Linked DNA regions of Sus scrofa: region 2 is linked to region 1. The links are chromatin contacts, called in public Hi-C maps. All regions are on one chromosome and are shown on one strand. The core of a region is the stretch at or near the end of the contact, and the rest is flanking DNA. Distances in the headings are between cores, read along the strand shown.

Region 1 (3,027 bases), core at 362-2,861:
TTCTTTAATCCCTGCCTTGTGTCACTGGGGGAAGTCCCTGACTCTTAGAACAAGGAAGACAGAACCATTCAGAAAAAAGAAAAAAGAAATCCCCACTGTACCTTTTAGATTAATTAGATTGGATTAATATCCCACAGAATGTTGCCTAAAAATCTAATAAGCTACCAAAAGGACACTCTGTGAACACAAGAGGTCCTCGTCCAGGCTGGAGGAGAACGGTACTTTGCAAGGCAAGACTGCCCCTTTGGAAAACTTCGACTCTATCTCCTACATTGTGATGGGTTTCAGTGCTTTAGAAGTCATGAAATAACAAATGCCTCTTATTTTTCTAATTTCACAGAGGCCAGGTTTAAACCAGCAGCCCAGGTGGGAATGCTTCCAAAGACAGCCGGGGCTATGGGAAGGCAGGTCAGGCAGAGAGGGAGTTACCTGGTTGTTGAGAAAGGCTTCAGCCTGCTTGGTGTCCCGCAGGAACTGCTGGTGGGCGTGGGACTGGGAAAGGAGGTTCTGTCTGTTCTCCCACATCTTGTGGAGCTCATTCCACCCGGTGTCCAGGGCCTGCAGCCGCTGCCGCAGAAACATGTACTGGGCGTCGGTCTGGCCCTGCGTGACCATCTCACCCATGTCCCTCATCTTCTGGTAGTCCTCCTCGTAGTTGTCGATCTCGTTTTTGATGTTCTCATGCTGTGTGAGGAGCTTCTCGGCTTCGGTCAGGGTGTTGGGCATGTCCTCCGAGGCGATGGCCGTCTGGGTCCTGGAGAGCCAGGACTGGAAGTCGTCCAGGTCCCGCAGGAACTGCTGCAGCTTGCTGGCCTCTCCCAGGGAGGCCTCGCGGTTCCTCAGCGTGGTTTTCATCTCCTCCCACACGTCGCTGATCTCGGCCAGCCGAGACAGGATGGCCTGGGCCTGGTCGGGGTGCTCGGACTCCAGCTTCTCAGCCTCCTTCTGCAGGTCGCTCAGCTTCGCCTCGATGGCCACCAGGTCCCGCTCCATGCCGGTCAGCTTGCGCTGCAAGGCCATGACGCCAGCCAGGTCATTGCCCAGGTCCTGGGTGGATTCGATGACCTTGGTCTTTTCCCGGATCCAGGACTTGGTTTCATTGCACTCGAGGTGGTAGTTCTGGATGCTCAGGGCGGAGAGGAGTGCATCCTTCTTCCGGTCCACCAGCTCCCTGAACTGACTCCACCTGTGGGTGCAGGGGTGGTGGAAAAAGCAGCGTGAGAGAGGCCAGAAGCTCACGGCTGGACAATGAAATTGACAGTGACAGTCAAAGCTGGGATTTCCCCTCTCCACCTCTGCTTTGACTACATCCTTTGGGAAAATCACCTCTCTCAGTATATGGACACCAAGTATCAACAAAACAGCTCAGGGGACACCATATGGTCTGGAAAAATAAAACCCTGACAAGAAAAGAGGCTTGTCAAAAAGCTGCAAAGTGGGCAGTGGAAACACACATGTCCCACAAAGAGCCATTTAATTCAAGACTGTGTGCATGTTTTACTGGTCTCTGAGCTGCACCTAATGAATGTTCCCATTCGCCACACCCAAAGGCTGTTAGTCACCTTCCGAACTGAGGCCAGCATGCCACCAAGACCTATTGCAATGTGTTTATTCGACAGAAAGATAAGACTGGGACAAAGGTCCACCTTGATAATCAGGATTCATTGGCCAATTATGTCTCAAACATGCTAAAATGCTGTTCCAGAAATCTTTTTAAGACGAACAACACAGATGTCACCCTGACGCCATGGATCTACCACGCTGGGCAGAGGTCTCACCCAAGCCCTCGCTTCCCACGTGGGGAGGGACTGCCAGAACTATGTTGCCTCCAGAGACACTTCTTGTAAAACCAGGGGATATAGAAAAGCAGATGCCAACGCCATGACATCAGTGCCACGATGCCAGTGACCCCGTACAGGAAATCCCCTGACCTCGAGGCTCAGCAGGTGACCTGGCACACAGGGCTCCGGCCTCACCTCGTGTTGAGCTTGTCCTGCTGGGCCTTGATCTCCTTCTCGCTTGGGTGGCCGCTGTGCATCAGCTGCCGTGCAATCTGATTCACCACCGCCACTCGGGAAGCTTGGTTGTTCATCTCTGGTTCTAAGCTCTCGAATCTGAAAAGGCAGTTCAACAAGGGTGGTCACCTCCTGGCTTGCTGGTAGCCTCAACAGGCAGGCGTCCCCGGAGTGCCCCACTCACCTGTGCTGGATGACCTCCAGGTCCTCCAGCTTCTCTGGGATCTGCATGTTGTTGAGCCACTGCTCCTTCTCATCGATCCAGAGCTCGCAGGCATCAGCCTCGCTGAACATCTTGTACAGGGCCAGGGTGTCCTGCAGCGCCTGCTTCCGCAGCCGCGTCAGTTCAGCCACCTCCTTGTAGCGCTCCTCGATGCCCGCGAGCCGGCCCCGTACATCGGGGGACTCGGCGTGCTCCTGGGGGAGGGCACCGGCCTGCTCGTGCAGCGAGTCGATGGTGGGCCGGTAGTTGGCGATCTCCTCGGCCACATCCTTGTGCTTCTTGACCAGAGACTGGGTGGAGTACTCATCGTGGCCCACGTCGTTGCTGGAGACGATCTTGAGGATGTCCAGCATCCAGGCGTCGATGTCGTCGGCATCCGCCTGGAACTGGTGCAGCAGTGAGGCCTCCTCCAGGCGCTTCTTGCGGATGGCCGAGAGCTGCTCCAGGTGGGCCCACTGCTCGCGGATGTAGGCGATCCGCTCCCGGATCTTCTCCGACCCAAAGTGCTCCTCAGCGATCATGTCCTCGCCCTCTTTGATGGCCTGCTCGAAGTGACCGCTGCGGCCGCTCATCTCGTCCTCGAATGCCCGGTGCTTGCTGAGCAGGCGCATGACACTGGTGAGGTCCTTGCCGTAGTCGTCAGAGGACAGGATCTTCTCCTTCTCCCGGATCCAGCCTTCCTCCTCCGCCATCTCCCAGAAGAACTTCCAGAGGCGCCGGGACTCTTCCAGGCGGGCCCGGCGCTCTGCTGCCAACTGGCAAAGCTCTTGATAACAGAACTCCATGTGG
Region 2 (2,791 bases), core at 190-2,689, 120 kb after region 1:
ACTAAAAACATTGAAAAATAATTCCTATTAAACACAAGGCTTCCTTGTATACGTGACAGTTAAAGGCCTTCCTTGCTTTTGTTCTACGTACAGAGAAAAGCAATTAAAATTGAAATCATTAACTCAAGGCAGATTGAACATCACAGTCTTAGGGCTAACACAGGGTTTCCAAGCCACTATAAATAGCCACTTTGGTCTTACCTTTATTTCCAAATAGTTTTAAATTACATTAGGATGTAGGTCTAAAGGCACCACTGCCTAAATGCCCATCCTAAACTTCAGTGAGTTTGGCATTTCACGCCTTAATTTTTGTGAAACTGCGTAAGGCACGAGTGCCCAAACAACAGAGGAGCAATAACGTGCTATCTGGAAGCTGACTTTTGCTCCTAGAACAGCCCAGTGCCAAAATGCTCTGCAAATCTATCCAGTGAAAATGCATATCTCAATTTCCTGGAATGATCGAATGAAAGAAACATGTAAAACCACAAGGAAAAGCAACGCTACACATGGACAAAGCACACACAGGAAGCTCTGTGAGGGCCAGGGCCCTCTCCGTTCTGCTCATCTTTTATCCTCCAGCACCAGCATGAAAACCACAGCAGAGGCTCAGAAACAATTGGAAAATAAAATGGCAGGCAGCGGGGGCAGTGTCACCCAGAGCATTCTAAAGCTAAAGCACAATGCTTCTTTCTGCCTAAATAATATGCATCCTGGATCAAGATCAACTGTAACTGTTACATAAGGGGCAACAGTTTCCTCACCCAGACTCACTCAGCAAAGGATGAATCTTTATCAGAAATTTATTTTCAACCAATAAACCATGAAAGCTCCTATTTGGATAGGAATGGAATAATCACAAATTTCATAATCTTATTTGGTATAAATAAACACTTATGTTAATACATAATATTTTGAGACTCATTCTCCTTTGCAAAATGACTTAAATCCTAGGCTTGTCTAAAATACTCAAATTTCCAAAGGTTTAAATATTATTAATTAAGTTGTCTCAAAAAGCAGTTCCAACAACGCTGATTGTTTGGATTTACGCTTCAGCAGCAAGCCCTTCCCCACTGCATGGTTGGTAAATGTTTCCCAAACTATTTAGAAATCTGTAACCTTTCAAATAAACAAAGTGAGTGAAGAGTGGCCGATGATACTTGAAAAGGAGAACTGACATAAATCCCCCCCAAAATATTCAAATAATTACCACTTTAATATGACCAAACCTTTATTACTAAAATCTGCTTAAACCTATCAATATGAAAAAAAATTTTTTTTAAAAACAACATTTTTAACAATCAATAGAGACTGGAATCCATCAGAATTCTGCACATTACTGTTTAAAAACTTGATTCCAAAGGTGCACGGTATCAAGCTTGGTGACAAAGGTTAGTGAGAGTGTGGAGATTCGCTCTGGCTTTCCATAATATTTAAACAGTGATAGATAAGAAAAATGAACCACAGTGGTTAAAATGAACCACAGAGGCGCTGACCGGACAGGAGCATGCACACCTAACACAGGGCCAGGCCATAATCCAACCAAGCCAACAGACACACGCTCCAAACTTCACAGAAAGGCCCAGCATCAAGCACAGCCTGTCCAAAGCTACAGGGGCATGGGCCTGCTACTCAGATGTGCTTGGCTCCTACCCTACTGCTCAAAGTACTTCCAAATGAAAAGAAGGTCTTTGCTGGTGAAGTCCTCAAGCAGGTTCAAGAGCAAAGGAGCAACAAGGGTATACTGTACAGCACATGGAATAACAGCCATTATCTTATAATAACCTTCAATGGTGTATAATCTGCAAAAATACTGAATCGCTATGCTATACACCTGAAACTAACAAAATATTGCAAATTAACTATGCTTCAATAAATAATTTTCTGAAATTGGGGAAAAAAAAAAACAGGGAGAGAAAAGGCAAAGGAAACCAGCATCCTTCCTTATCCCAACAGGGGGCTACCGGCTTAAAAGAACATGACCTAGAACATCCAGACCACTCTGAATTTCTTTCTTTAAAAGCTCCCTGGTAATGGGATTTTGGAAACTATTTTTGAACTCCTGGCCTCACCAAAACCAAGCCTGTACTTCCATCTCCTTGAAATACGTTATTAATAAACCCATTTTCTACATCCCAAAATATCTACAACCTAATACGCACTTTGTTTTTCCCCCATATACTTTCAAAGACGTTAGTTGTTTCTTTTGTCAAACTCAGCAAGAAAGTTAAGAATGAATAAGATAGTAGGGCAATTCAGAGAATGGAAGGGAATCAAATTATGTTAGCATTCTATGACCCTGCGCAGAGAGAAAAACAGGGGGCTGGATTTTTAGTGGGGTCTGAGTGAACTCTAAAGCTGTCTTTGGTACTGTTAAATGCTTAATTCCCACCCCCAAAGTATCCAGTGATTAGGAAGGCTTTTGAATCTCATTAGCAATGGAGCTACTCTCTCTCAATAATTTGTGATTTTTAACGATAGGGAAAACACAAACAAGAACCAGGTCAGCCTGAACATGACTTTCTCTAGGAAGGCTCTTCCGAAGCCCCCAGACCCCTGCCTCCTGTTATACATTTGTATGGGAACTGTTTCTGTGCGGTATGTACCAAAAGTGGCTACAGCACCTTATATACCACAATTGCCATGAACTGTTAGGCATTTTTATTCAACGATACATAGGGATCTAGATATAATGCCTAGCACAAAGCAGAGAATAGATAAACATTTAATGAATAAACCTCATACTTAAAAATTTCTAATCTTCCAAAGGTATTATTATAAGCACTATCCCTAC

Evidence for each region. A called contact is a pair of places that touch in the nucleus more often than the background predicts.
Region 2: a Hi-C map of liver shows a contact between it and region 1, with 3 times the contacts expected there. The contact joins two enhancer-like sites. A contact is called at or near these places in 1 of 5 promoter capture datasets (liver), 12 of 47 Hi-C or Micro-C datasets (blood, embryonic fibroblasts, fetal heart ventricle and 3 more) and 1 of 2 datasets of contacts at active chromatin or transcription factors (skeletal muscle).

Annotation. Positions count from the first base shown.
Region 1 is chr3:86,622,415-86,625,441 of Sscrofa11.1, forward strand. It overlaps SPTBN1 (spectrin beta chain, non-erythrocytic 1), which reads right to left. Exons shown (of 36, transcript XM_021088218.1): 14 at 2,200-3,027; 15 at 1,977-2,114; 16 at 430-1,186. Among named protein-coding and RNA genes, the nearest start is that of EML6, 87 kb to the left of the region's middle. Within about 2 kb of position 1,612, at least 4 of the 83 cell types and tissues checked have an H3K27ac peak or open chromatin away from gene starts, as enhancers often do. A contact at or near this core is called in liver, where this site is marked.
Region 2 is chr3:86,737,987-86,740,777 of Sscrofa11.1, forward strand. The region is part of intron 1 of SPTBN1 (spectrin beta chain, non-erythrocytic 1); the gene reads right to left. Among named protein-coding and RNA genes, the nearest start is that of SPTBN1, 45 kb to the right of the region's middle. Within about 2 kb of position 1,440, at least 9 of the 83 cell types and tissues checked have an H3K27ac peak or open chromatin away from gene starts, as enhancers often do. A contact at or near this core is called in liver, where this site is marked.